5 separate regions of the Mus musculus genome follow, and all the other regions are linked to region 3. Evidence: chromatin contacts called from public ChIA-PET, HiChIP or PLAC-seq and promoter capture Hi-C data. All regions are on one chromosome and are shown on one strand. The core of a region is the stretch at or near the end of the contact, and the rest is flanking DNA. Distances in the headings are between cores, read along the strand shown.

The links. Promoter capture Hi-C pulls out the DNA fragments that hold promoters and counts their contacts. ChIA-PET counts read pairs in DNA pulled down with a chosen protein or histone mark. HiChIP or PLAC-seq counts read pairs in DNA pulled down with a chosen protein or histone mark.
Region 1: an RNA polymerase II ChIA-PET map of memory CD8 T cells shows a contact between it and region 3, with 49 read pairs. The contact joins the promoter of Ptcd3 here to the promoter of Rmnd5a in region 3. A contact is called at or near these places in 4 of 39 promoter capture datasets (the C10 cell line, hippocampal neurons, liver and 1 more), 5 of 484 Hi-C or Micro-C datasets (CD4 T cells, double positive thymocytes and embryonic stem cells) and 4 of 115 datasets of contacts at active chromatin or transcription factors (astrocytes, large pre-B cells, memory CD8 T cells and 1 more).
Region 2: a contact with region 3 is called in an H3K4me3 HiChIP or PLAC-seq map of the SCID.adh cell line, with 9 read pairs. The contact joins the enhancer-like site here to the promoter of Rmnd5a in region 3. A contact is called at or near these places in 9 of 39 promoter capture datasets (the 3T3-L1 cell line, 3T3-L1-derived adipocytes, the C10 cell line and 3 more), 5 of 484 Hi-C or Micro-C datasets (CD8 T cells, double positive thymocytes, embryonic stem cells and 2 more), 18 of 115 datasets of contacts at active chromatin or transcription factors (the SCID.adh cell line, T-cell acute lymphoblastic leukemia, bone marrow-derived macrophages and 10 more) and 1 of 9 other capture datasets (macrophages).
Region 4: a contact with region 3 is called in an H3K4me3 HiChIP or PLAC-seq map of embryonic stem cells, with 4 times the contacts expected there. The contact joins the enhancer-like site here to the promoter of Rmnd5a in region 3. A contact is called at or near these places in 8 of 39 promoter capture datasets (the 3T3-L1 cell line, the C10 cell line, cranial neural crest and 4 more), 1 of 484 Hi-C or Micro-C datasets (embryonic stem cells), 8 of 115 datasets of contacts at active chromatin or transcription factors (the SCID.adh cell line, T-cell acute lymphoblastic leukemia, embryonic stem cells and 1 more) and 1 of 9 other capture datasets (embryonic stem cells).
Region 5: a promoter capture Hi-C map of the SN4741 cell line shows a contact between it and region 3, with 2.7 times the contacts expected there. The contact joins the promoter of Rpl34-ps1 here to the promoter of Rmnd5a in region 3. A contact is called at or near these places in 6 of 39 promoter capture datasets (the 3T3-L1 cell line, the SN4741 cell line, cranial neural crest and 3 more), 1 of 115 datasets of contacts at active chromatin or transcription factors (neural tube) and 1 of 9 other capture datasets (liver).

What each region holds. Positions count from the first base shown.
Region 1 is chr6:71,905,657-71,910,915 of GRCm38.p6, forward strand. It overlaps Ptcd3 (pentatricopeptide repeat domain 3), which reads right to left and starts at 3,106. Exons shown (of 24, transcript NM_027275.3): 1 at 2,978-3,106; 2 at 2,138-2,190; 3 at 1,997-2,033. The coding sequence starts at 3,084. Polr1a (polymerase (RNA) I polypeptide A) reads left to right here and starts at 3,397. Exons shown (of 34, transcript NM_009088.3): 1 at 3,397-3,583. The coding sequence starts at 3,507.
Region 2 is chr6:71,161,602-71,167,171 of GRCm38.p6, forward strand. No RefSeq gene overlaps it. Among named protein-coding and RNA genes, the nearest start is that of Gm38827, 10 kb to the left of the region's middle. Within about 2 kb of position 3,135, at least 18 of the 459 cell types and tissues checked have an H3K27ac peak or open chromatin away from gene starts, as enhancers often do. A contact at or near this core is called in the SCID.adh cell line and T-cell acute lymphoblastic leukemia, where this site is marked.
Region 3 is chr6:71,436,991-71,441,888 of GRCm38.p6, forward strand. Rmnd5a (required for meiotic nuclear division 5 homolog A) reads right to left here and starts at 3,647. Exons shown (of 9, transcript NM_024288.2): 1 at 3,008-3,647. The coding sequence starts at 3,149.
Region 4 is chr6:71,767,745-71,773,278 of GRCm38.p6, forward strand. It overlaps Reep1 (receptor accessory protein 1), which reads left to right. Exons shown (of 7, transcript NM_178608.4): 4 at 5,444-5,534. Among named protein-coding and RNA genes, the nearest start is that of Mrpl35, 53 kb to the right of the region's middle. Within about 2 kb of position 2,532, at least 10 of the 459 cell types and tissues checked have an H3K27ac peak or open chromatin away from gene starts, as enhancers often do. A contact at or near this core is called in the SCID.adh cell line, T-cell acute lymphoblastic leukemia and embryonic stem cells, where this site is marked.
Region 5 is chr6:71,121,426-71,126,352 of GRCm38.p6, forward strand. Rpl34-ps1 (ribosomal protein L34, pseudogene 1) reads left to right here and starts at 3,164. Exons shown (of 1, transcript NM_001199350.1): 1 at 3,164-3,576. The coding sequence starts at 3,185. The coding sequence ends at 3,538.

The sequences.
Region 1 (5,259 bases), core at 1,856-4,355, 470 kb after region 3:
AGCAAAGCCACTACAGCGCCTCGCTTGTATCCTTACTATGGTGCCTGATGTCATATTGTGATCCTACCCAACATGATTTTCTTATCCCCAGAAAAAAAATTTCTTTAGGGACAGGGTGTCATGCAGTCTAGGCTGGCCTGAAACTCCCTGTGCTGCTGAGCATGGCCTTAGACTTCTGGTCCTCTTGCCTCCCCATCCTTAGTGATAGGACAGGCACGTGCCACGACACCCAGTTTCAAGCACTATCAAGAACTGAACCCAAGGCTTCGATTGTTCAAGGCAAGTTCATTTTCAACCCTCCATTTCCAGGAACTTAAGTAGATTAAAACAAAATAAAACAAAACAACAAAAACAATCAAAACCAACTTGGTGTCACTTGGAACGTGTTTACATGGGTTTCTATGATCCACGTGACTATGCAGATGTAACTAATGCCTTTAAATGTTATAGATAGCACGTTATCTAGACTGTTTCAACCTGCTCTAGAGCTCTTTGGGTACATATGCAAGTATTCCTTCTGCGTGGCTAGCCAGTAAGATGCAGATACTTTCTTAAATTCTGACCCTATTTCTGCCCAAATTATTGTTCAAATTTGTTCTTCCATCAACAAATACTTCTGAGCACACACTTTCACTCTTTGCTAATATGGAAGATTTTAAATTGTGTTTCTTGTATAAATCCTAGGTAGGCTGCTTGCCCTCTTTAAAATGACCTCATAATCTACACTAACCCCCTTCACTGTCTTTATCATGTCATCCTCATGTAAGGAAATCCACAAAAAACTAAAATCTATTCACGTTTTCTATGGCATTGTGAGATGTGGAAGATCACAGCTTTAAAGGACAAATTTGTAGTCTGAAACTCTACCAAGCCTACAAACCAGAGGACCCTACACCATTTCTTTTTATCCACCCTACACCATTTCTTTTTTGGGAGGTGGGGTGGGGGTGGGAAAGGCAGGACTGTACACAATAAAACGTAAGATATATGTAAACAAAGTAAGCTGCAGTCCACACAAAATTTGACATTTTTAAAATATAGTTTTCAAGTTACTTTTTTTCCTTTAGCCTCTCTCCCCCAGCTACACAGAAAAATAAAAGCACTCGTAGCTTATAAACTGAATTTTTAAAGGCCTTGACTTGCTAACCGTTTCTTATTTCCTAACATTTTCCACAGGCCTGTCTGAACTATCACCATAATCAACAATCATATTACATCCTGCCTTCCTGCACTCTTTACCTAATACATCTCACAAGAACTACCAATAGGAAAAAGGGAAATTTTAAATAAGTGGCTGGCTGGCCTGGGACTCGTGACAATCCTCCAACTTCTGCCCTGAGTGCTAGGACTACAGGAGTATGTCACTACAAAACAACACTCAATATATACCTAAATTCTGTCTATCTATACGGGTAAAATTGCATACATATAGGACTATAAGATACAACACAGGCAGGTGACAACTAGATTGTAGCACATTGTAAATACTCTTCCTGTTGCATTTCTTGTCGTTTTTCTGGATATAGAGGTGTGCAAAGGGGCGTACGCTGGAATGCTGTATTCACAGGTAACCCAGTCCCTACTCTTAGCTCCAGTGCTCTCTCATCCCTATTCTTGTTTCTAAAGACAGGGCATTACTGTATGAACTCAGTAGGTACACTAGTCCTACTATGCAGAGATCCCTGTGCCTCTGCCTCCTGAGACTAAAGGAGTATGGTACCATGGTCAGCCACTGTTCCTATTCTTATGCAGGGAAACAAATGAATCTAATCATATTTATACAATGATATCAAATAGCCACTCCAAATGAAACAAAAGTACACCTAATAGTTCACTTATAAATTAAATGTATAGTTTACACATAAAATTATATAACAAGACTTAAAAAATAACAGCTAACATGGTATTTGTCTATGTGCTAGGCACTATTTAAATCCTTATGTTTTATTTACAGTAAATACCCAATCACCTGGTAAGTGAATAGCAAAATACTCACCATGTTTTCTTTTTTGGAATGACTATTTCTTCAATCCCTTATGTAGAAAAAAAAATAAAAATAAACAATTTTCTAACAACACAAAGAAATACAATGTCTTTTCATTTTTAAAAACTTCTATTTCCATAGTTTTAAAAATACCTGTTATATCTGATCCTTCAACCTTTGGGAGGGATTCAGTTCCAGCATAAAATCTGCATTAAAAACAAAACAACAAAAATCCCACTGTTAGCACTGCTCCCTGATGGCCTCAGCTCAGCTCCTACCGCTAGCTCTGCTGACTCAGCTCCACCCGCATGCACACATTCTGAGCCACATTTATAGAGGCATTTAGATGTAGTGTAAACTTGTAACCCAGTTTTATTTATTTTTTTGTATTGGTCCAAAGACATCGTATGAGCTAATTATCCACTCTACAACTGACTTAAAACCACCTCCTATTTCCACCAGGCCACTGCATGAAGGATGTACAAAGAAATTACATAAGTATTTGCAACACCACCAGATGGAAAGAATGGGGTCAGACGTTTTAAGGCTTTCTGCTTTTACTAAAGTCTTAGCTTATTCTTAGCTGAAGGTTCTCATAACGTTCAGTCCATACTGGTAATATTAGCCTGCCCTTTATTTGTGAAAGATCTGTTACTTTGCCCTTTCTTTTTTGCAGGGTTAAAATGAATAAGGGGGGGGGGTGATAAAGAAATTTGTGTAGGGGCTTGTAGCGGCACTCACGGAAATGTAAACTTCACGAGAACAGGGCCCTAGTTTAAAGGGTAATTTTGGCTATACATAGTATTGCAACCAACCAATAAAAATTTTCCGAAAGAATTCCCGAACTCGCAGATCTAAAGATCACTAAATACGACGCTACCTCGTGTTACCCTTGAGAGGGCCGGGCCTCGACCATACAAATGCCTTTGCATCTTACCTACTTTCACGACTCTCAGGGAAATGCAAGACCAAAATGACTCTGGGTCTTCTTACCTGCAACAGACCTTCGGTTCACACACACCCGTCCCCCGAGTGGTCTGCAGCAAGACAAGCCCGCTGCGAAAGGACAGGCGGCGAGCTGCAACCGCCGCCGCCGCCATCTTTGGACTCTTCGCGGAGCACGTCGGGAACGACCTCCGCCTCCAGGGTCGAGGGGCGGGGCTGGCGTGGAACGTCTCATCTCCAAACGGGTGGTCACAAGGTCCTGTTTGGCTAGACTAGCAGCGGAACGCTCAGTACACATCGTTCACCTCGAATAAACTTACTTGAAATGCTGTTCTAAAGTCTCCTGTGTAATTTTGCTTTTAAACTGAAGGAGGGTTTTGAGACAGTTTTCTTCCACTCCTTACCCACCCCGAAAGCAAAAATGAACTCGTCCAAGCCAATTTGCCAAGCCGCGGTTCTCGCACGCAAGCGCAGTGGAAAAACACATGGTGGCTCTGCGCTACAAGACTCAAGTGGCGTTCTCTGCGGCTGACTGGAACTTCTCTCGTAGTGACGGACCTCAAAACTGACTCGGAAGATGCTGGCCTCCAAGCACACACCATGGAGGCGGCTTCAGGGCATTTCCTTCGGAATGTATTCGGCCGAAGAGCTCAAGTAAGGAGTTAGTGGGATGCGTGTAGAACAGGGTTGTGGAAGTTGGAGCTGGGAACTACGATTCCCAGAAGGCTTTGAGCCGAGCCAGTCCGGGGGCGGCGGGGTCGGGGTGGGGGGTGGGGGGCTGGCTGCCTAGTGCTTGCTTGCTGGTAATGGGAAGGAATGCGCTTGCTGCATTTTCATCTGTTCATCTTCCTCATTAATCAACTAGTTTTATGTCATTTATAATCACATTACATCACACGCTTATCAACTTCCTAATTAGTCTCCTCTGGTCCAAGCGATGATGAACTTTTAAATCTTGGATCAAGACCCTGGCTATGAAGTCCTGGGGACTCTTCTCTAATGCTTTTTGATCACGATAGCATACACGCTTCTTAGACTCCCATTAATAACTCAACATGCATTAAAAACTCCCAGCATTGCCGGGCAGTGGTGGCGCACGCCTTTAATCCCAGCACTTGGGAGGCAGAGGCAGGCGAATTTCTGAGTTCGAGGCCAGCCTGGTCTACAGAGTGAGTTCCAGGACAGCCAGGACTACACAGAGAAACCCTGTCTTGAAAAAACAAACAAAACAAAACAAACCCTCCCAGCATTCAGGAGACAGAGGCAGGAGGATCTCTGTGGGTTCGAGGCCAATCTGGTCTTACAGAGTCAGTTCCAGAGCTTCGTGGACACAGAAAACCCGTCTCGAAAAATAAAAAAACAAACAAACAAAAAGGTAGACCACACTGGTAACATCAGCACTACCCCCTCTAGGACACATCTTGCCATTGCAATCTCCATATGTAATCAGTCAGTCTTCATTTCCCTGCCCCTGCCGCATGGTAACCACCTGTCTACTTTCTATTTCAGTTATTCTGACTGTTCAGGCCCCTATTCAAGTAAAAGGAGTCAGTCAGCCCCGACTTCTTGTAACTGGCCAATGCATTTAGCATACTGTCCTCAAAATTATAGATAAATAGATCAGAACTTCCTTCCTTTTTAGGGTTAAGTAAATAGAACATGATATAGATAGATAGATAGATAGATAGATAGATAAATAGATCAGAACTTCCTTCCTTTTTAGGGTTAAGTAAATAGAACATGATATAGATAGATAGATAGATAGATAGATAGATAGATGTGTGTGTGTGTGCGCGCGCGCGTACATGCCGATTCATCAGCTCATCTGCTGATGGACATTTGGGCTATTTCCAATTTTTGGCAATTGTGAATGAGGCTTCTATTAAAGTGTGTACACACCCAGACTCAGAATTCCTGGTTTAGACATTAATGCCATTTTTAACCTTTTGAGGAAGTTAATTCAGTTTTTCATAATTTCAGCACCATCGTATGTTCCCATCAATCATACATAAAGACTCCCTCTTCTCCAAGTCCTTTCTAGCTGTGTGTTTGGTTTGTGTGTTTGTTTTGATCATACACTGATGGGTTATGGTATCTCACTGTGGTTTTGACTTGCAATGATTTGAAGAATGCACACATCTTTTCATATGTTTTTGAGCTTTTGTGAATATTCAGTGGCACTATGAATATTTAAGTCCTTCACCGCCTGTGGTTTTTAGGAACAGCAAGGGGCCAAGGTGACTGGAATAAAGTGAGGTAGAGACCAGGAACCCCCACCCCCAACCCCCATGTCATTTTAAGGGCATAGCCTTTACTCCGAAGGAGATGGA
Region 2 (5,570 bases), core at 1,885-4,384, 280 kb before region 3:
CTCACGGACCTTTACGATTCTAGTCCCTGCAATGGCAGCCTCTCCAGCTTTAGTTAGCCTGTGTTATACATTTTAGCCAATATGCTTAGCTTCTGGTTCCCCTCACAGTTTGAGAACCACCTCCTCCTAATTTGATAGCCCCACATGTCATCTCCCCCTGTCTCAAGTTTCACATGTAGCAGCCCTTGGAGATGATTTTCCTCCTGCTTTGTAAATGAGTTTCTTCATGCTCTTTCTCTCATTCTCCCAAATGTTGTAGAGTTTGAGGAACAGTGATCTTTTGTGAGGTGTGTGTCTAAGGAACAAGTTTCTGTAGTTTTGTAAAAACTCAGGGTATTTGAGAGGTGTTCAGCTGTTAAGAGCACACACTGCTCTTCCAGAAGACCAGAGTTCAATTCCCAGGACCCATGTCAGAGGGTTCCTAAAGCGCGCGCGCGCGCACACACACACACACACACACACACACACACACACACACACACACACCTAATAAAAATAAACCTTTAAACAAGTAAGAAAGAAATCAGAACTAGAATTTACATAGTGACTTGGATGAGGATGTGCCCTGTTTTAGAGTTTCTATTGCTGTGACCACTGTAACTCTTATAAAGAAAAACCTTTAATTGGGACTGGCTTAGGGTTCATAGGTTTAGTCCATTATTGTCATGGCGGGAAGCATGGTAGAATGCAGGCAGATGTGGTACTGGAGAGGTAGCTGGGAGTGGAACAGTGGCAGCTATAACAAATGAACCCAGTTCTCAGACACAACATTGGACAAGATGTGCCATTTCTGCCTGCATGGTGTCTTTTGGTAGCCAAGGTGGAGAGTGCCCCCAGGTGGCCTGGGTAAAGGACTGCCCTCTCCATGTTAGAGGTGACACTGTTACGTGTCCCTTGGGATATTTCACGCACACCCTGTAGCACACCGTGTCCCACTTGGAACAGTTCCAATCCTTCAGCAGAGCAGCCCTCTGCTTTCCAGCCCCACACAATTCCATTCCACTCTCACAGCACAAAAGCAGCCACAGTGTACAAATGGATGTCTGAACACTAAAAAAAATTATCTTTGTGCACCGGAATTTGAATGACTATGCTTCACATGCCATAAGATATTGCTGATTTTGACATTTCATTTTGAAGCAGAGCCTCGCGTAGCTTATGCCGGGCTTGAACTAACTATGTAGCCCAAGGATAGCTTTAGGCTTCTGATCTTTCTGGCACCACTTCTTGAGTCTTCTGAACATTTAAACCTGTCAAAACTACTCTTAGCTGACCAACAATATAGAAACATGGGGCAGACTGTGATAGGTTATTTCTCTGCCGGGGAAATGAGCCAATTCAAACCATATTTCTGTAATATCTTTGTGTCTTTCAAAGAAACCAAAACTCTCACTACACCTATGGGTGTATGTCCTGTGAACAAGAGACCCAATCACAAAATAGAAGGTGGTAATCAATATCTGTGGGCGTCCTCTGACCTTCACACACACGTGGTGACATTCATGTACCTATACTCATACATAAACACACACATACACATACACAACATACACAAAAATAATTTTAACTTGGGAGGCATAGGCAAGTGGATCTTTGTGAATTTGAGGCTAGCCTGGTCTACATAAAGAGTTCCAGGGCAGCCAGGGCTACGTAGAAAGACTTTGTCTCACCACCACCACCACCACCACCACTACCACCACCACCACCACCATCATCATCGTCATTTTCGTCATATTTTTATTGATTCTTTGTGAGCTTTACATCATGCACCCTGATCCTGCTCATCTGCCACTGCGACCTCCCCCACCAAAGGAAAGGAAGCTCACTGTGGAAGCTCTGGTGTGCCACACAGTATGCCCTTTTGCCCAAACAGCTTTGCTTGCAAATGTTCATTGCAATGAGTTATGGGGTCTGGTTAAAGGCTTCTGGCTTCTACTACAGTATAAATACTGGATCCTCATCAGGACTCTCCAATATCCTGTTGTTGCCCTGTGTCTTGGAGATCCTGTGGCTTTGGATCTGTATGACCGGTCCCTTCATGCACTTGAGCAGTTTATAGGTGGTGTGTAGTTTGGGTGTCATGGCTGTGAAGAGAAACCATGACCAAGGCAACTTTTACAAAGGAAAACATTTAATTGGGGCTGGCTTTCTGAGGATCAGTCTATTCCATTACATCATGTCGGGGAGCATGGCAGCATCTAGGCAGACATGGTGCTGGAGGAGTCAAGAGTTCTACATCTTGATCTGAAGACTCACTTCTACAAGCACTCAGGGGAGGCTCTCTGTTGGGGATTGGTTCTAATGCTTTGTCTTAATTAAGCTCCCAACATCACACAGGAACCATGTCTAGACGCTGAGGGTCCCTGTCCTCAATTGGTTTTTGATTGAACAATAAATATCCAGAGGCCAATGGCTGGGCAGAGGGACAGAGGCAGGATTTTTAAGGTTTCCAGGGAAGAAACACCCAGGAGAGAAGAAGGGATTCCTCCATGAGAGGGGCAAAGGAAGGGCCATGCCACGAAGGAGCAGAAGGGTAAGAGGACGGAAGTGTAGGTGCAAAGGGAAAGCGGTCCCATAGGAGGGCAGCCCAGAAGGAAACAGGGCAGCAAAGATAAAATATAGGTTCAGAAAATGTTAACTCAGGAATATTAGAGAGGAGTGTGTGCTAGCTGTGGGGAGGTTTGGAAGTGCCCAACCACTGAGCAAGTTAAGGCTTATTAAATATAAAGGGTGTGTGTGTGTGTGTGTGTGTGTGTCTTTTCAGTCTCAAATCCAGAGCTCTTGAGCAGGTGCAGAGCCGTGCGTGTACCTCCTGAGAGCACAGTGAGGTTTAACAGTTTACCAACTATAGCTCTCTTTCTCCACTGGGCGGAGCTTGAGCACTAGGAGCCCTCAAAGCCCGCCTACACAGTGACACACTTCACCTATTCCAACAAGGCCACATCTCCTAAGAGTGACACTTCCCAGAGCCAAGCATATTCAGATCACTGCAGACGGTGTAGATGTTGGTGTGGGCCAACTCAAAGCACTGATCTGGGCCTGGGTGGTAGCTGAGTTGGTCAGCAGTCCTGTTTTCCTGAGCCTGGGCCACTAGGGCCACCTCCTCCTCTTTGCTGAGGCAAGGGGCGGGGCCAGCTTTCCTGCCTGAGGCCAGCTTTCCTGCCTGGGGCAGCTGGTAAGGGGTAGACTGCCTCTTCTTCACTCCGGCCATGAGGAAAAGCTTCCAGATGCCTCCACCAACAAGGTCAGCTCTACCTGGATGCCAGGGCGAGGTGCATGGCCTGCTCTCACTATCGAAATAATGATACTTTTATTGTAGAGATCCCCAACTTATCACATGCTGAAAGCTTCTAGAAAGAGGACCTAGGTTTGGGATCTGGATAAACAGAGTCAGAGAATATAAGCCCAAGGGGAGGTATTAGCCTTCCGCCCTACCCCCGCTTGCCTGAAGCAACTGCTTCGTGTGCACAGAGCAGCCTCTCAAGAACAACCTATACCAACTATGTCTCTTAGCCTCATTCCAAGAGCACACACATTAAGCTGTACTTAAATTTCTCTTAACTTTTAAAAGTGCTTTTGCCCAATACCCTGGTTTGAGTTGTTAAATAGAATGTAAGCAGTGACAGTCTGAAGTTTATAAAATGTTGGACTATGTTAGAATCACAGGGTAGGTTGGACTCTCCCCCCTGACACACATCCTGCTGACATTAGCATGACATAAGAAATGTTGCTGGGGTCTCAGTTCCAAGTGTTCTTTTTCCTTCTTTCTTTCTTCCTTTCTTTCTTCCTTCCTTCCTTCCTTCCTTCCTTCCTTCCTTTCTTTCTTTCTTTCTTTCTTTCTTTCTTTCTTTCTTTCTTTCTTTCTTTCTTTCTTTCTTTCTTTCTTTCTTTCTGGGGTGTTTTTGTTGTTTTTGTTTGTTTGTTTGTTTCAAGACAGGGTTTCTCTGTGTAGCCCAAGCTGTCCTGGAACTCACTTTGTAGAACAGGCTGGCCTCGAACTCAGAAATCTTCCTGCCTCTGCCTCCCAAGTGCTGGGATTAAAGGCGTGCGCCACCACCGCCCGGCTCTTATTTCTTATTATCAGGCCATCTCCCCCATTCCTTTTACAGGGAAAGCTGACGGCGAGGACACCAGTATGATGGTCTGGAATGGCCAGTGTGACCATGGCTGTGAGATGTTTTGGCAGAAGTCAGCAAAGAAAGCAAAAGAGGCTGACAAAGGAAAGACTTCAGGTGAAAACAAGAGGGGCCCAAGTATGGAAGGCCTGCCCAAAGCTGATGTCTTTTTAACCAGTTACAGCCAAGGCAGGCCTGTGAGGAAAGGAAGCCTCCTGCTTAAGAAATCTTGATTCTGAATGTGGCTAATTCAATGCAAGGTGTTGAAAGATCCTCGCAGAATGTAAAAGGACACAGAAGCCCTGAAATTGGCAAGATAGACGTCAGTGTTAGCAGAACTAGCTTCACTGATTTAGAAAAATAGAGGTGCACAATGCTCTGGCCACTCCTTGAACCTGTGTGTCTGCCAATGTTCTGACCAGGTGTGTGCCCATTGCTGCACCTTCATTAGACTCTTTCCTTGTACCCCTCCCATACCCATTTCTTGAGAATAGACATTGTTTAGATCTGGAAATCCCCTAATCTCCCCCTTCTCCTTTCCCCCCTGAGGGCCTATAAAAACTGGGAACTCTTTTCTCTCGAGGTCGACTCCTCTGCCCCTGCGTGGGATATGAGTCGTCCCCAGAGCTCTGGCTTTCCCCGAATAAAGCCTCATGTGGTTTGCAACAAGCTCGGTCTGTCGTGAGTTCTTGGGTGTCCGCTATTGTCCTGAGGCCTGAGCGAGGGGCTCCTCTCGGAGTCTTTCAGTGTTAGTTTTGATCTTGTTCTGGTTATGTCAAGACGAAAAAGACAAAGTGGAGTCACTGACCAGACGTATTAGTGTTCCTCTTGCTTTAGAAATCAGTAAGGTTGCTGGACTTACAGGTAATGAATGGGAGATTAAAATAGCAGAAGAGACTTGGAGGTGTAGTTCAGTGGGTAGAGTTCTTGTCTAGTGTACATGGAACCCGGCATATCATAGACTGGGTGTGCTGGGGCACACCTGTAATGCACACTCTGGAGGTGGAGAACTAGAAGCTCAAGATCATTCTTGGCTATGCAGAAGAGTTTGAAGAAGGTTGGGGCACATGGGACCCTGACTGACTGCCTTAGCTCTTAGCACAAGCACATCCTACCAAACGTAGTGTCACGTGTAGTGTGCTCTTTTCTGTAGCTTGATACTGACATCTGGAATGTACCTTCTTGTTTTGTGTTCTGAAATAAATGGAAGTGGTTACATTTACTGACACTAGATGGCATCACATAGCCAATTATGCTGGCAACAGGTGTTTCATGGCCAGCCTGGGAACTGGTTTTGGTGAGTCAATTGGAGATGATGAAATTCGTGTAGAACTGTGTAGTCGTTCTCAAAATAGTGCCTGAGATAAACCCAGCAGAGAAGAAACAGAAAAAAACTTCAAAGTGTACTAGAAATTTTATTGGCTATGACATCCCAAAACGCTTGAATTATTTAAA
Region 3 (4,898 bases), core at 2,397-4,896:
AGACTTGCCCATCCCATTTCCAAGCGGAAGAACTAGGGATGGATAAAGTGACAGCATAACTAATCCACCAAATGCGAGTGACTATCCACATCATCCTTACTGTCTTCAAGTATGTGCATTAAGAAAGCTACATTTTAAAAAGACACAGCTAATAAAGAAATTTCACATGGAACAATTTCAGGTTACAGAGAGGTCATTTTGAGCTGGCTGGACAGTTCCAGGTCAGCCCTAGGGCAGTGTTTATAACCTGGAGGAAGGCTGTGACAAGGTGGGTGAACTTACAACCATCTAGCTGTGTTCGGTTAATATAGTTGTCTATGATCCCTTTTACCTCAGACATCTCACTGCAGACTCGAGTAAACCTAAGAAATTATAGCTTTTTAAAATTGGACTGATTTCCCAATTCTGGTAAAAAGATGCTTCTGCAAAAGGAAGTCACCTTCCAGTATGATACAGCGACTGCCCTCTATCCTATCTGGCAGGTGATGTTTACAGACCCCAAGGTTCTACTTTACTCATTCTCTTCTCCCAGGAATATTACCTACCACTCATAATAAGAGCCTAGATAGAAGCAGAATAGAGCCCCTCCCTCAGATCAGAGCAGCTACCAGATTACTTGCCCAGAAAGCACATTCCAAGCCTTAAAGTAGAGGGGTAAACTCTGCTTTCAGTAGGCACACCTTTGAAAGGAGCAGGTTTAAGATTAAATATAATATCCACTGCCCGTCACCTGCTTGAAACTCTAACTTAGAAATTAGTTGCTTCAAGAAACCCGCAATCATTTCTGAGTTCGAGGCCTGGTCTACAAAGTGAGTTCCAGGACAGCCAGGGCTATACAGAGAAACCCTGTCTCGAAAAACCAAAAAAAAAGAAGAAGAAGAAGAAGAAGAAGAAAAAGAAAAAAAGAAACCCGCAATCAAATACCAAAGCATGTTTATCTTTATCTTCACTCAAAAGAAACAAGACTGCCTTAAGAACCTGACCTAATATCCGTATGTATTTCTTTCGTGTTTAACTACTTTTCATTACTTAATTCTAGTCAACTGATTAAAGGAAAATAACAGATGCCACAGAGGCATTGTTACACAGAAATGTTTAAAAAAAAAAAAAGAGGCTGCCAATCAAGAACAAGCCCCACTACCTGTTATAACAGCATGGTATATACACTGTGCCTACTACCCCTCACACCACAGGCTTTGTGAAACATTCCCTTACTAGCAAAGAGGCCTAAAATCCCTGACCTGGCAATTTTTACAATCATTTTAACCATCTGGAACTGACTGCAACTTCCCTAAAACAAACCTCACCACCACTTCTCCTCTTCCATAATCACTCTTCTGGAAAGGACTCTGTTCTCTATCTTTTCTCTCTCAAGCAACCCCTCAATCTCTGACCTGGTCCCCCAAAAGGGAGTATTCCTTCTGCCTCTCCAGGTGTAGGCCCTATGTTCATTCTCGTCCCCTACTGGCTTTCTCCTTTTCGGTCAAAAGACAAAGATGTCCTCTGGGAAAGGGGGGTGTTCGGTGTCTTTAAGCCCTGAGCTAGGACCACCTTGGATTGACTGCCTTCTACTTCGGTATGCACTATTTTTTTCTTAGCCTGAAATAATCTGGTTTGTCCACAAAATGTCAAGTACCAGCTAAGCAGCTCTCTTTTTATCCTTTTCTGCCCTTTTCATTTCTGCTCTACTTTGGTTGTGTTTAGAGCCTAAGATCTTTCATCTCACATCCTATGATCTCCACTGTCCTTCTAGAAATATCTGAAAACACAGAGGGGCACACTGGGAATCCCAACACTAGAAAGATGAAGACAAGATTATAAATTCAAAGCTGGCTTGGGCCACACAGAGAGATTTTACCTCAAAACACCACAAGCAAAAGAAAACAACCAATTTTAGCTCACATATATTCCAAGAATATCTATATCTATCCATATATGTGTGTATGTATATATGTAATATATATATATATATATTATATATACACCTCACATATATTCAAACCCTTTAATCTCATGAGTCAAAATTCAACAGATTTTCTCACACCCCACCTTATTCTGTTAGCATCAAGTATACCATCACCATCAATTCAGTCAAATAATCTTTTCGCATGAAGCCATCAACATGTTTTGCATATATTTATACAGCGTTCCAAAGTGACAGCTGTGTCAGAAGTTGTCAGACTCCTTTACCAGGGAGGAGCAGTCACCCACAACTGAAGTGTTTGGGAAATAAAGGTGTAGAGGAAAGGAGAGGAGAGGCAGGGCTAACACTGCCTTAATCTCACCTGCTACATCCTCATTTCTCCCTGACTAATAAATATCCCTTTAATTTCTGTTCAGCCCACAAAACTGACAAGGGCCCGGACTCTTGAGTAAATCCATAATATTACAAGTCCTTTATCTCTCATTCAGAAAGAGTCAGCATTGTGGCTCCAAGGTACCAGACCTTTAGTGTTATTTTTAAAACACAAAACTCTTTCTCAGAGTTAGCCTTGGCATCTGTGGTACAAGACGTAGGGCCACTGATGAAATAACGTAGGCAAAACACCTTCTACGGAAAAGCTGTTTTCTGAAAGGATTATTAACAAGTACAAACTGGACTAGGTAAGTAACTAGCAACTCGACATCTGCCCGGTCGGACTGTACAGAGGCTACAGCAGGGACGCTGAATGGTTTAAATCGGCCGGCTTCCTAGGAAGAGTTTAGAAGAACTGCCTGCCCACATCAGTCCAACTCTGAAGTTGCAGCAGCCGATGATGTAGAAACCAACCCACAGCTAAGAACGTTAAACTAAGAACCATCAGGGAGAAAAGTCTGCGAGGCCGAAAACTAGACAAAGTCCTGCGCAGACCCTCGTTATCACTCGCACACCTGCGGCCCGCAGGACCCCGCAAGACCCCCAGCCCCGCCCCAGGCCACCGCGTTTCCGGGCGGGTCGCCGCGGCCTGGGGACCAGCAGACGCAGCGCAGGGCCCCGACCCCCGCGCGCCCACGCGCCCGCCCTCACCGTGGCTCTGCAGGATCTCGTGCTTGAGGCCGCCGGTGTAGTCGATGAGCTCCTCCAGGCCCCGCTCGCACAGCTGCCCGTAGCCCGAGAACTTGTGCAGCACCTTCTCCAGCTCGCGCTCCACCGTCACGCACTGATCCATGCCGGAGACCGCGGCGCTCGGCTCCCCGGCGCCCGGGGGTCCGCAGTGGTTCGGCCCGGGCCCCACCGAGGCCGCGTCCTGCTCCTCCTCCCCCAAGGCGGCGAGCGGGCGGCGCGGGAGGCGAAGGCAAGACGGGCGCGCTAGCCGCGGCGCCGGGGGAGCCCCGCGCAGCCTGTGCCCTCCCGCCCCATGGCGCCCCGGCCCCGCCGCTCGCGCTCGCTCGCCCGCCCTACCCGGCGCCGCGTCTCGCCCCGGGCCCCCCTGGCTCGCCGCGTTCGGCCGCCCCTCGGCGGCGCCGCCGATTGTTTTTGTTTTCACGGGAACCGGCCGATGACCTGGTTCTCCCGGGCGGCACCAATAGCCGCGGCCCGGGAGGGGGTCGAGCCTCCCTCACGAGCGGAGGAGGCGGCGCGGGCCGTACCAATCGCGGACTCGGCGAGGGGTCAGGGGGAAGCAGCGGGCGAGCACGGGCGGAGGGCGCGCGGGCGTTCTGAAGGTGTGGGCCGTACCACGCGGGAGGCCGTGAGGGAGCGCGGCGAGGGCGGGGCGAGGGCGGGGCGAGCGACGCAATTGGCCCGCGCAGCTGAACAGGGAACTTTAGCGATAGCGTCAACTACGCGGCCGGTAAACAAGAGGGTGGAAACCGTCCCCGGATGCTCCGCCCAGAAGCAGAAGAGTGACCAATCGACGCGGGGGTTAGGAGCGAGACAAACATCCTCCAATCCTGGGCCGAGGCGTAAAACTTCAGCCAATCCAGACTGAGGAGCCAAACCAATGCGCTCGCTGTTGGAGGGGGGTTGGCTTGAAGAGCGGAGCTTGGCGCTTCTACTGGGAAGCCGCGAGGGGAAACATGACAGCAATTAACGGGGCTGTTTTCTCCAGGATTTCGCCCTGATTGCAATTTGTGTTTTCTCCGCATGGAATTTTGGCCGGAGTTTCGACTGAGAGGCCCACCTCCGGGGCCAAAGGATGTCTGTCTGGCCGCCTAGTGGCGGAGGGCCCGGGCGGGGTCACTAACCCGATGGAAGGTGGTAGCTCTTAGAGGGATGGCCCGCGCCCAGCGTTGGCTCGTTCTTGACGCCCCTCGGCCTGCAAGTGGCCTTCCCTGTCGCCTTGTCCACGTGCTGGGCATCTTGGCGGCGGTCACGAACACGCGTGGGCGAGCTGAGCAACCTGGCCCTTGCTCCTTGCCCTTACCTTGGCGTAGGGCTTTTGCCCTGGTTTACCACGGGGTTCTGGCCTTGGCCTGTGCCCTCTTGCTCACCAGGCTTCTACCCTACTAGCTTTTCGTCAAGTCCCTGCCTCACAGCCTGGGCCTGGGAGAGTCCGCCTTCCTGGGCCTGCAGTTGCCAGCTTGCTTGCCTGCTCATAGCATTCCTACTTCCACCATGGTTGTATCACCTCTGCCTCCCCGAATTTTCTCCATCAATTCATTGTATCTCTTACAGCACAATTTTTTTTTTCTCTCACACATCACTTGTCAAAGTCTAAAATAATAATTGTTTGGAGTTTTGCTTGTTTTGGTTGCACCACTTAAGTAATACTATGAAGGGTAACCCCTTTTGTTGTGGCCTGTTTGTTTCTAGAACACAGCCAGCACCCTGGTGGACAGTCTTTCTTTTCCTTTAATTCAGGTGGTAACCTTTTTAAAGTTCAATTTCCGTTTTTATAATGTGGCAGCTAGTGGGCGGGTGGTTATATATGATGGCCTTTAGTGGTCCTGGATATTTGGAAGTTCAGCTGATGGTA
Region 4 (5,534 bases), core at 1,282-3,781, 330 kb after region 3:
TTCCTTCTCAGTGACTCTGGAGACAAAACTGAGCTTTAAAATCAGGGAACTTTACAGGCAGAGCTTGTTGAGAAGGAAGTGTAGGCTGGAAGTAAGGAAATGGAACCAGGACTGGGCTTATCCCGGGACAAAGAGGAAGGGCTGGATTTCCATTCGTGTGCACCGTTTGGAGAGGTAGATTAGGTCTGTTCACTCTTCCTTAGCCACAGAACAGCTTGCTCTGCCTGTAAACATCCTGTCCTTGAGGAGGGCTTATCTCTGGAGCTTTTGCCCTCACACACCAGCATCCCTTGCCACTTTAATGTCCTGGCCCTGTGATAAGGATGGGCTGCCATGGCTAGGAGCACACATGGGAGACCGGGAGTGTGGAAGAACCCACAGGCAGCATTGTCTTCTAAGGATACTTCAAAGGCCCAGGAACTTGCCTTTTGTTTCACTCTCTCATCTTACTTTCAGAGACTTCATGATGATCTCACCCTAACTGACTTTCAGAGCACCCCAGTTTTGAGCCTAAGATTATTTGGGAGCACTGAGGAGTTGGAGAAGAACGTATACCAGTCAATCATTCATTTTTAATTTTAATATATATTTAGGACTATGTATATATGGGAGTATGTATTCCAGAATGGCCTAGAGCTCTCTATATAACTGAAGATGACCTTGAACTTTTTTTTTCTTTCCATTTTTTATTAGGTATTTAGCTCATTTACATTTCCAATGTTATACCAAAAGTCCCCCATACCCACCCACCCCCACTCCCCTACCCACCCACTACCCCTTTTTGGCCCTGGAGTTCCCCTGTACTGGGGCATATAAAGTTTGTGTGTCCAATGGGCCTCTCTTTCCAGTGATGGCCAACTAGGCCATCTTTTGATACATATGCAGCTAGAGTCAAGAGCTCCGGGGTACTGGTTAGTTCATAATGTTGTTCCACCTATAGACCTTGAACTTTTTATCCTCCTGCCTCCACCTCCCGGTTGCTGGGTTTACAGGTGTACAGCACCTTCTGTGCCAGGATGGAGGAACTCATGCATGCCAAGTAAGCACTCTACCAACCAAGCATCCCTACTCCTTAATTTTGTTTGGAGACAAGGTTTTGGTGTATAGCCTAGGATGGCCCCAAACTCATGATCCTTCTGCCCCAGCGTTTCGAGTGCTAGGACTTACAGGCAACTGTCACCATGCCCATTACACTACCCCTGACTATCCCAAGCCTTTCGAGGGCTTAAGGGCTGAAGCCTGGAAGTACATCCTCCTCTTATCCCTCCTCTTATCTGAGCTCTTCTACAAACCATTGATCACCCTATGCCTGGGTATCATCAAAGCAGTCTCCAACCCCACAGCCTTTAATCCCAATCCTCAGAAGGCCGAGGAAGGCAGAGCTCTATGAGTTTAAAGCCAGTCTAATCTACGTAATGAGGCCTGTGTCAAGGGAGGGATGGAGGGAGGGAGGGAGGGAGGGAGGGAGGGAGGGAGGGAGGGAGGAAGGAAAGAAGATAGAAGGAAGGAAAGAAGAGAGGGAGAGAGGCAAAAAAGAAAAAGAGACAAACCAGGCTCCATCACCAGGATAGACATGACTGCCTAATAGTGGCCTCCTATACAGTCTAGAGCTACTTGGTATCAGGTTGGGGACAGTGCTCAAAAGGCAGACCTACTGGCCACACCAAACACTGCCACCTGAATCTTCACTGTACTATGCTCTGTTGGTCTGCCTAGTGAAGGCCCAAGGAATGAACCAAAAGGTCCAGAAACAGGAAACTTTTTATTGTTGCTTTTTAAAGGTATTAGGAGTGTATTTGCGTGTGAGAGAGTATACGAATGTGTCTGCACTCGTTATAGGCATATGTGAAGAAGGAGTGTCAGATTCTCCAGAGATGGAGGTGTAAGCATTTGTGAGTCTCCCAGCATGGTGCTGGGAGCCAAACTCCGGTCCTCTGGGGAGCAAGGGACATCTTTTCAGACTTCTTGCTGAAGCTTTTAAAAGCTGCATCAGTGTGGGTGGATGGATTATGCTAAAAAGATTCTAAAAAAAAACAAGTGATCTATATAGCAAATGGTTCAGGGAATCAAGGTAGGCTGGGCAGTCCAGAGGGGCCCCTGGGAAGGTCAAATAGACATATGTATTTCCTAAATGCTAATGCTGTAGCCTGGGACAGAGGCTCTTAGTTGGCTGTGCAGTGAGAATGTGGTTACTCAGATCTAAATGACGGTTTCCTGCTATCTACAAAGTGCATACAGATCATCCACTCCTGAGTACCCGGACCATAGCCTCACTGGTGTGCATACAGAGAGAAGCACATACAGGGAGGTTTGCTGGAAGCTTGGCTTATGATGGATGCTTGTCATCAATCTCTTTCCCCGGGAGATGCTTACACATGTATAGGAAGCTATGAAAGAGACGGGAGCTTTCCATGTTCTGGTATGAGATGGTCCCCAATGTATACTGTTGATTCTGGGCAGATTAGGGAAAGCAAGGTGTCGGGGGTATAGAGAACAGAGAATGCCACCAACAGGCAGTTAAGGGAATCACAGGTACCCACCTGATTGAATAGGCCTAGCCCAATAAAGATTAAGAAGAGAGTCTAGAGGGCCTGGGTGGGAGGGAAGCTCTGTATGCTCTCGGATTCTTTAGCATTTCTTAACTATGCGCATGCATGACCTACTTTTTAAAAATTTCTTTTACACAATAACTAGGAGAGCTCTAGTGTGATTGATGGCTGTCCTTGGGACTGTCTGTGTTTCTTAGGCTGGTATGTGAACTTGCTGGATTCAGTAGCTTTCCCCTTGGACTGGCTAATAATTTGTCTTCAAAACAAAAGTTCCTCCATTCTTAATGAGCGCTGTGTCCCACTCTGGGGGTGGGGAGCATCGATCACGCCTCCCCTCTTTCAGCCCTGGTCTTTTGTAGCTGTGAAAGATGAACCGACTTTGCCGGGGAAGAACCCCACCCTCACCCCAGTTACTGGTGAATATTCAGGAAGAGCCTGCTAAAGCCAGAAAGCAGAGGGGCTTTGGTGAGGTGGGCCGCTGTCTGAGGAGAGGGAGCTGTATGAGTTTGGAAGGGCTCTGAAATGACTCGCTAGGGGTTGCTTTCATTTTTAGCTTCTTTCATCTGGGAAGGATGCCTGGGAAAGACTTACTTTTTGGTCCCTCAGACTAGCGTAAGAGACCCTTTTACCCACCGCATCTTATTTTAAGTAAGGATGTCTGGGGTTTGTTTTAAGTAGGTGTGGTCAGACTTGAGGACCTGAAAATGGCTGGCAGGAGGGAGATGTTTGTCCACATCAAAGATCCCTAGTAATAGGAAGTGCAGCACCACACAAGGCCACTAGGGGAGGTACCAGGATGGTTCTGGAGGCAGAGGCTTGCTGTCAGCATGGTTCCGTGAGAAGGATTTGGGTTCGCTATTGTAAGTGGTTCTGAGAGATAGGAGCATCTCTGGCTATCTGGTCCTGGTATGGGGAAATGCAAGCATATGCACAGTGGCTGAGAGTGTGAGATCCTGCAGGCTCTAGACTATTGACCTGCATGTAAAAGCTAAAGGTCTTTGAGCATAGACCTTTTCCTTACTCACCAGCCCTTTCTCATTTCCAGGGTCGGGAGGGTGCTAGAGAGAAGGCTCAGCAGTTAAGAGTGCTTGCTCCTCTCGCAGAGGACTAGAATTAGGTTCCCAACACTCATGTTAGGTGGCTCACAATCTCCTGTAACTATAACTTCAGAGGGATCTGACGCCCTCTTGTGGCCTCCAGAGTCACTGCACTCACATGCATAAACCTACACATAGATACACATACACACAATTTAAAAGTAAAATATTAGAAAAAAAAAGTAAGAAAGTTCAGAAGGAGCCTGTGCTAGTACTGGGAGCTCTTTCTTGGCTAGATCTAGGAAGTGGCTTACCCTGGCGAGGACACTTCCTCCAGAGTCAACAAAGCCTCGAGATGCTGTCAATGCAATTGTGCAGGTTATTCACAGCACCAGCTAGAGACTGGAGAGGTGGGGTTGAAATCTGGGTTAAACTCTGCTTACCACACCATGGCCCCAGTGATCTGCATCAACCTGAGGGGCTTGGCTTTTCCATTTTTTCAAAGACTTGATGTAGAGTAGAAGAGACACACCAGGACACTTGTCTCAGGTTGATGTTATTTTATCAGTCAATCTCTAACTGGACCCCTAAATTCAAGGACATCTGACTATTTCTCCCCCTTCCCCTCCCCTCCCCCTCTTCCTCCCCTCATATCTCCATCCTCTTTCTCTGTGTCTTGCTGTTTCTGAAGGAGGGTGTGTGTGTGTGTGTGTGTGTGTGTGTGTGTGTTGGTGTTTCTGTAGGTACACATCCATGTATTTATATACCAGAAAACAGCTTCAGATGTGGTTCCTGAGGCACATAGACTTTTTTGTTTTGTTTTGTTTTGTTTTGTTTTTAAGACAGGGTCTCAACGGCCTGTGACTCGAGTAGACTAAAGTGGCTGGCCAGTATCCTAGGGATCCGCCTGTCTCTGCCTCTCTACTGCTAGGATTACAAGTACACGCTACACCATCTGGCTTTTTTTTTTCTTTGTGACATCTGTGGATCACGCTCAGCTCATCACACTTGCAAAAGCAAGCGTTTTCCCAGCTCCACTCCCTCTTCAGCCCAAGCTGCCAGAATCTTGTCTCTGTCTGGAAGCTCCAGTATTGCAGGGAGTCTCTGCCACTCCTCCAACCCCCACCTTATATAAGATGGCACAGATAGGTGCAGTGGGGGCCAGTGTTTGTAGGACAAATGGATGAATGGGCCTGAGGGTGTGTGGGAGTCCAGCATGTATGTTATCCCTCACTCTTCTTTCTTTTGGCACACACAAAAAAGATTAAGATCTCTGCCTGACATTGAGTAGAGGAAGCAGGACTCCTTGGTAGGAGTTGGACTCCTCTCCCTGCCTTTATTGAAACAAGAAAGAGGTGCCTGGCCATTGTGGAGACACTGCCAGCTTCACCCTGCTGTAATTCCCCCTGGCCTGGCCTGGCCTGGCCTCTGTGTCTCCTGGCCACAAACAGTGAAGGCTGAATGACCAGTGCCCAGACACAGACTTGACCTTCTGAGTCTACAAGCTGCAGCTGGATCAACGTGCCAACCCCAGTTAGCATAGCCCTGCAGAAGCTGTTAGCTGCTGCCAGGCAAGGCCATGCTGTAACTGCTGAAGTGAGCCTGCCTTCCTGCTTCTCTTGAGAAACAGAATCAAAACGAAACACGAGTTGGCTTTTAGGGCGAGGTCTCAAGTGTGTAGAAGTGCACGTGTGTGCACATGCCTTCCGCAGGTGGAGGATGAGGACTCTGGGAACCTGGCCATACCTGTATGAGATGGGGGCATCCATGCCAACCCCGGTCTTTTTTTTTTTTTTAACAGGCTTTAAACAGTGCTGTGGAGAACCTAATGGAAGGTATATTTTCTTATTTTTCCAGGTTTCCATTCTATTATGAACTAAAAATAGCGTTTGTAGCCTGGCTGCTGTCTCCCTATACAAAAGGATCCAGCCTCCTGTACAGGAAGTTT
Region 5 (4,927 bases), core at 1,914-4,413, 320 kb before region 3:
ATGAGTGCACAGGTACCTGAGGAGGTCAGAAGAGGGCATTGGGTCGTCTGGAACTGGAGTCACCTAAGGCAGGTGCTGGGAACCGAATCTGAGTTCCCTGCAACAAGAGCAAGTGCTCTTAACCCGTCTCTCAGCCCAGCAAGCTTTCTTTGTCTTAGGAAAATGATAAGACTGTGCTTTAAAACTTCTATTATTACATTTATTCATTTGTGCCAGGCAGGGCTGTGGGTATATAAGTGTGCAGTTATGAATGTATCATACAGGAGCTGTAGCACACATGAGGAAGTCAGAACTTTGTAGAGTTGATTTCTTCCGTTTCCTTCCACCTTGGGGATCTTGGGACTTGAACTCAGGTCGCCAGTCTTGGCAGTATGCACCTTTACCTGCTAAGCCATCTTGCCAATCTTCAAAAAACTAAGGTTTGTAAGAAACAGGTTCAAGAGATCTACAGTGCAATGCGGGGACCATGACTAAGAACCACGCACACAGAACTTGAAAATTGTCAAGAGCAAACACTTAAATCACAGGATTACCAGTTTGCAACTTGAGACCAGGAGAGCAGACGCCTAATGCCAAGAAGACTGAAGTCCTTTTAGAGATGATAAGGACCAACCCGAGCATTGGAGGCATGCTTACCCACTTCTTCCAATCCTTTTATTCATCAAGCTGAGGCCCACACAAGGCCCGACCCCAGTATGTTCACTTACCCTGTGTCCTGGTTTGCTTCCTACTGCCATGACCAAAAGCAACCTGGGTAGGAAAGGGTTTATTCCATTTTACACAGTTAACCACCAAGGGAAGCCAAGGCAGGAGCGAAAGCAAAGGCCATGGAGGAGCCAATCACTATCTTGCTCTCCACAGCCTGCTCAGCTTGCTTTTTATATGAACCAGGACCAGCTGCCAAGCGGTGGCCCATTTCACATCAATCATTAATCAAGAAAATGCCCCACAGACATACCCATGGGCCAATCTGATAGGGCGATCCCTCGGCTGGGATGGCCTCTTCCCAGGTGACTCTTTCTCGTGTCATTCCCATACTCCAAACTTCCTTGAAAGTGGTCCTTCTAGCGTTTGAGGGGCAGGTTTTCAGTCTCTTCATCCCATCATTTAACCCCAGCTCCACCCACTTCAGCTCTGGGTTGGTTTGGCTAGGCTTGGACCATGGGAAGTGGCACTATTAAGAGATGTGGCTTTATTGGAGGAGGTATAGCCTTTTAGAGAAAGTGTGTCACTGTGGAGGCAGGGCTTTGAGGTCTCACATAAGTGCTCAAAGCTGACCAGTGTGTTCCGGACCCTCATGGGACTAACCTCAGCTCTTAGAATGACTAAAGTGTCTTTTCTGATGACCCCTGCTCTTATAGAATTCTCTCTCTCTCTCTCTCTCTCTCTCTCTCTCTCTCTCTCTCTCTCTCTCTCTCTCTCTCGTGTATGAGGGGGCATCTTTACCTACTTAGCTATCTCATCAAACCCCCCACCTTACCTTCCTCTTCAAATGTAACTAACCTGGCTTTAAATATGAGTCTTGTTATTTCCTCCCCCCAGGTACTGCTCATCTCAGGGAACAAAGGGTGTCATGCCCTCTCTGCTCCACCATCCTCATGGGGACAAGGTATTTGCATCTGCTCCATGTTTCTCCATCTTGCACCTATGCACCTATAGTTTGAGGCAGAGCCAGTCCAGGGGAGCTTTCTCTGGTAGCGTAAGGGCCAGAACCAGGTGACAACCATAGGAATGGAAGGCCATGGAGTTGAGACAACCTGCACTTAATCTGAATGTAGAGTGGTAGGGTCGTCGGCTTTTCCCAGGGGCTGTGCACACCAGTACTCTCTCATTTCCTCAGATTTGGAAGCTGGTGACTAGATACCTCCAGGGAAGTCCCCACACTACCATGACTGTTCCCTCAAGAATCCATACCCAGGCTCCTTCTCCAGAACCAAGTCTGTTCTGACTGACTGAGGGTCTTATCAGGAGAAATGGCTGTGCACACTGGATCTCATTTGCCCCACCCTGATGATCTGTGTACTAAGGCTAAGGCAGAGGTCCTGTCTGAGACTCAACTTGCTCACCTATAAGAAGTAAGGACTGAGAGAGAGATTTCTCAAAAGGGAATCCAGGAATCTAGGACTTGCTGACCAACCAGCTCCAGGTCAATGAGATACTGTGTCAAAAAAAATAAATAAATAAAAAATGACAGCACCTGAGGAACAACACAGGAGGTTGTTCTCTGGCCTAAACACACACACACACACACCACACACCACACCACACACACACACACTTCTCCAGCAGCAATGCATTTCATGTGTGTGAGTTTGTACACTATTTTTTTCAAATAATTTTCTAGATCCATCTGAATGACTTAAAAATCAAGTCACTGCATAATTTCAGTGTCTGCATTTATATCTGAATCCACAATCACCAGCCAGAAACTCTGTCACACAGGAGGCTGAGGCACTGGGCTAAGCTGGCTCTGAGAGAAGGGAAATGACCTCCCAGCTGCTGTGACTAGGGTGTTCCTGCAGCACAAATGGAAGAAAAGCTTATCAATAGACACCCACAATGATCATGTGCCGGGAGGACACTGCTGGAGTCCACCACAGTCTTGGTACCAGCACATGCGTGTTACACAGTGACAAGGTTATTTTGACTTTCTTGATTCTGTGTTTACGTCTGCTTTTCCTAGTTGAAGCAGTACGGAAGCGTGTCAGTAAGAAGTTTTACACCAGCTCTCTGGTGGTGGAGACAGGTGATTGATGGTTGTGGCTTGCTCCCTGCTAGCCTAGCTCCAGGTTCAATGAGAGATGCTGCCTCAAGGGAATATGATGGAGAGTCACAGAATGGGACACCTGACTCCTCCTCTGGCCTTTGCACAGACATGGGCTTGCTTACTGGGTCTCCCCATCTCCAGCTACTATTGCTCTCTCAGAAATCACAGACAGACAGACAGACAGACAGACAGACGGACGCACGCGAGGGCACACACACACACACACACACACACACACACACACGAGGCATATGTGAACTTTTAAAAGGAGAGAGAGAGGCACCAATAATAAGATGCAATACATTTTTTTAAATTTTTAAGTTATTTTTTATGGAATCCAGGACTTGCTGACTAACCAGCTTTGCTGCTTAGAAAGCTCCAGAACTCTTCCGGGGACGGTGCTCAGAGGCACTCAGGATGGTCCAGCGTTTGACATACCGCCGTAGGCTTTCCTACAACACAGCCTCTAACAAAACTAGGCTGTCTCGAACCCCTGGCAACAGGATTGTTTACCTCTACACCAAGAAGGTTGGGAAAGCACCTAAATCCGCATGTGGCGTGTGCCCAGGCAGACTTCGAGGGGTTCGTGCTGTGCGGCCCAAAGTCCTTATGAGACTGTCTAAGACACAGAAGCACGTCAGCAGGGCCTATGGCGGCTCCATGTGTGCCAAGTGTGTCCGTGACAGGATCAAGCGGGCTTTCCTTATTGAGGAGCAGAAAATCGTTGTGAAAGTGTTGAAGGCACAAGCACAGAGTCAGAAAGCAAAATAGATATGCACATTTTTTAAGTAATAAAAATCAAGACTTGATCTAAAAAAAAAAAAAAAAAAAAAAAAAAAAAAAAAAAAAAAAAAAAAAAGAAAGCTCCAGAACAATGAAAGAGCCTGTCTAAAAAAAATAAAATAAAACAGGGCAGAGCCTGCTGAACAGCACCTGAGGTTGTCCTCTGGGACAAGCCTAGATATGACTCAGTAGTAGAGCACCTGCCTAGCATGTGCAAGGTACTAAGTTCAACCCTCAAACCTTCAGGGTCCCCAGACTTCAGAAAATAAAGTCAGACAGGTGGTTTGCCCATGAGCAATGACAGGAGTGTGGTTGGATTGGCCAGCCCCACCTACTTTAAAGCAAGGACTTTGGATGTGTTCTGCTGCCCTCTGCTGGCTGGGAGAATTATTGCCAGGCTTTCCAGTGGATTTGGAAGGCTTCTTTTCCCCAAGGGAGCCAGAGAGTGCTCACCTTTGCTTGCAGGGTTGCTTACACGCTGCTGGGGTCTGAACCAGAGATACTTAAGCTGAATCGGTTTTACAAGCAACATGATCCCTGATGAGGAGTGAGCCTTGGATCAGAGACAATAGGAAGATAAGAGATGAGGGAGAAGTGACCCTCAACAGGTGGCCTAGCAGCCAAGCTCTGCTTTAAATCTTGACACTGCACCTGTTACAAGGCCCCCACACATGCATGTGTTTCAATGCCTGGCCTTTAGAGGGTGGGACTATTAGGAGGTGGGCCGTCTAGGAAAGCACAGCCAGGTTCTCACACAAAGCAAAGACAGGTGAGGGGGACCAGGGATAAAGAAAAGGGGGGCAAAGAGGAGTGGAGACTAGGAGGAGGCTGGAAACCCAAGGGAACCCCACTGGCTCTCCAGAGTAGCTTCAATGAACACTTCACACAGAACTCAAAGCCATCATCTCCCAGAATCCCAGTTGGCTCCTTTGTAAAATGGACTTGTCACACTGCCATCCGGATCCCATGAATTAATTTCTGTAAAGCAGCAACGGACATATTGTAGGTGATATTAGGAAAACGTTATGACCTCTTACAATTTGTTTACTTGTATGTATTATTATTGCATGTATACGATGTGAGTAGATTCTCTCCTACCACCTTTATGTGGGTTCTAGGGACAAAACTCAGGTGACCAGACATGTGCACAAGGGCTTTGCCTGCTGAACCACCTCAATAGTGCCCACAGGGCTCTTGCTCTACAAAAGTATCTGAAAATTGCCAAACAATTGTTCAGTGCCCAGGATGGTCTGTGCTGAGAGCCAGACTGATCCAAGGCTTTCTCAGAGGCCCCGATGAAAAGACAAAAGGAACCTAGTTCTCTGTCCTTGCTCAGGAGCTGACTTGGCAAGGACAGCCTGGGGCTGAGACCTGGGC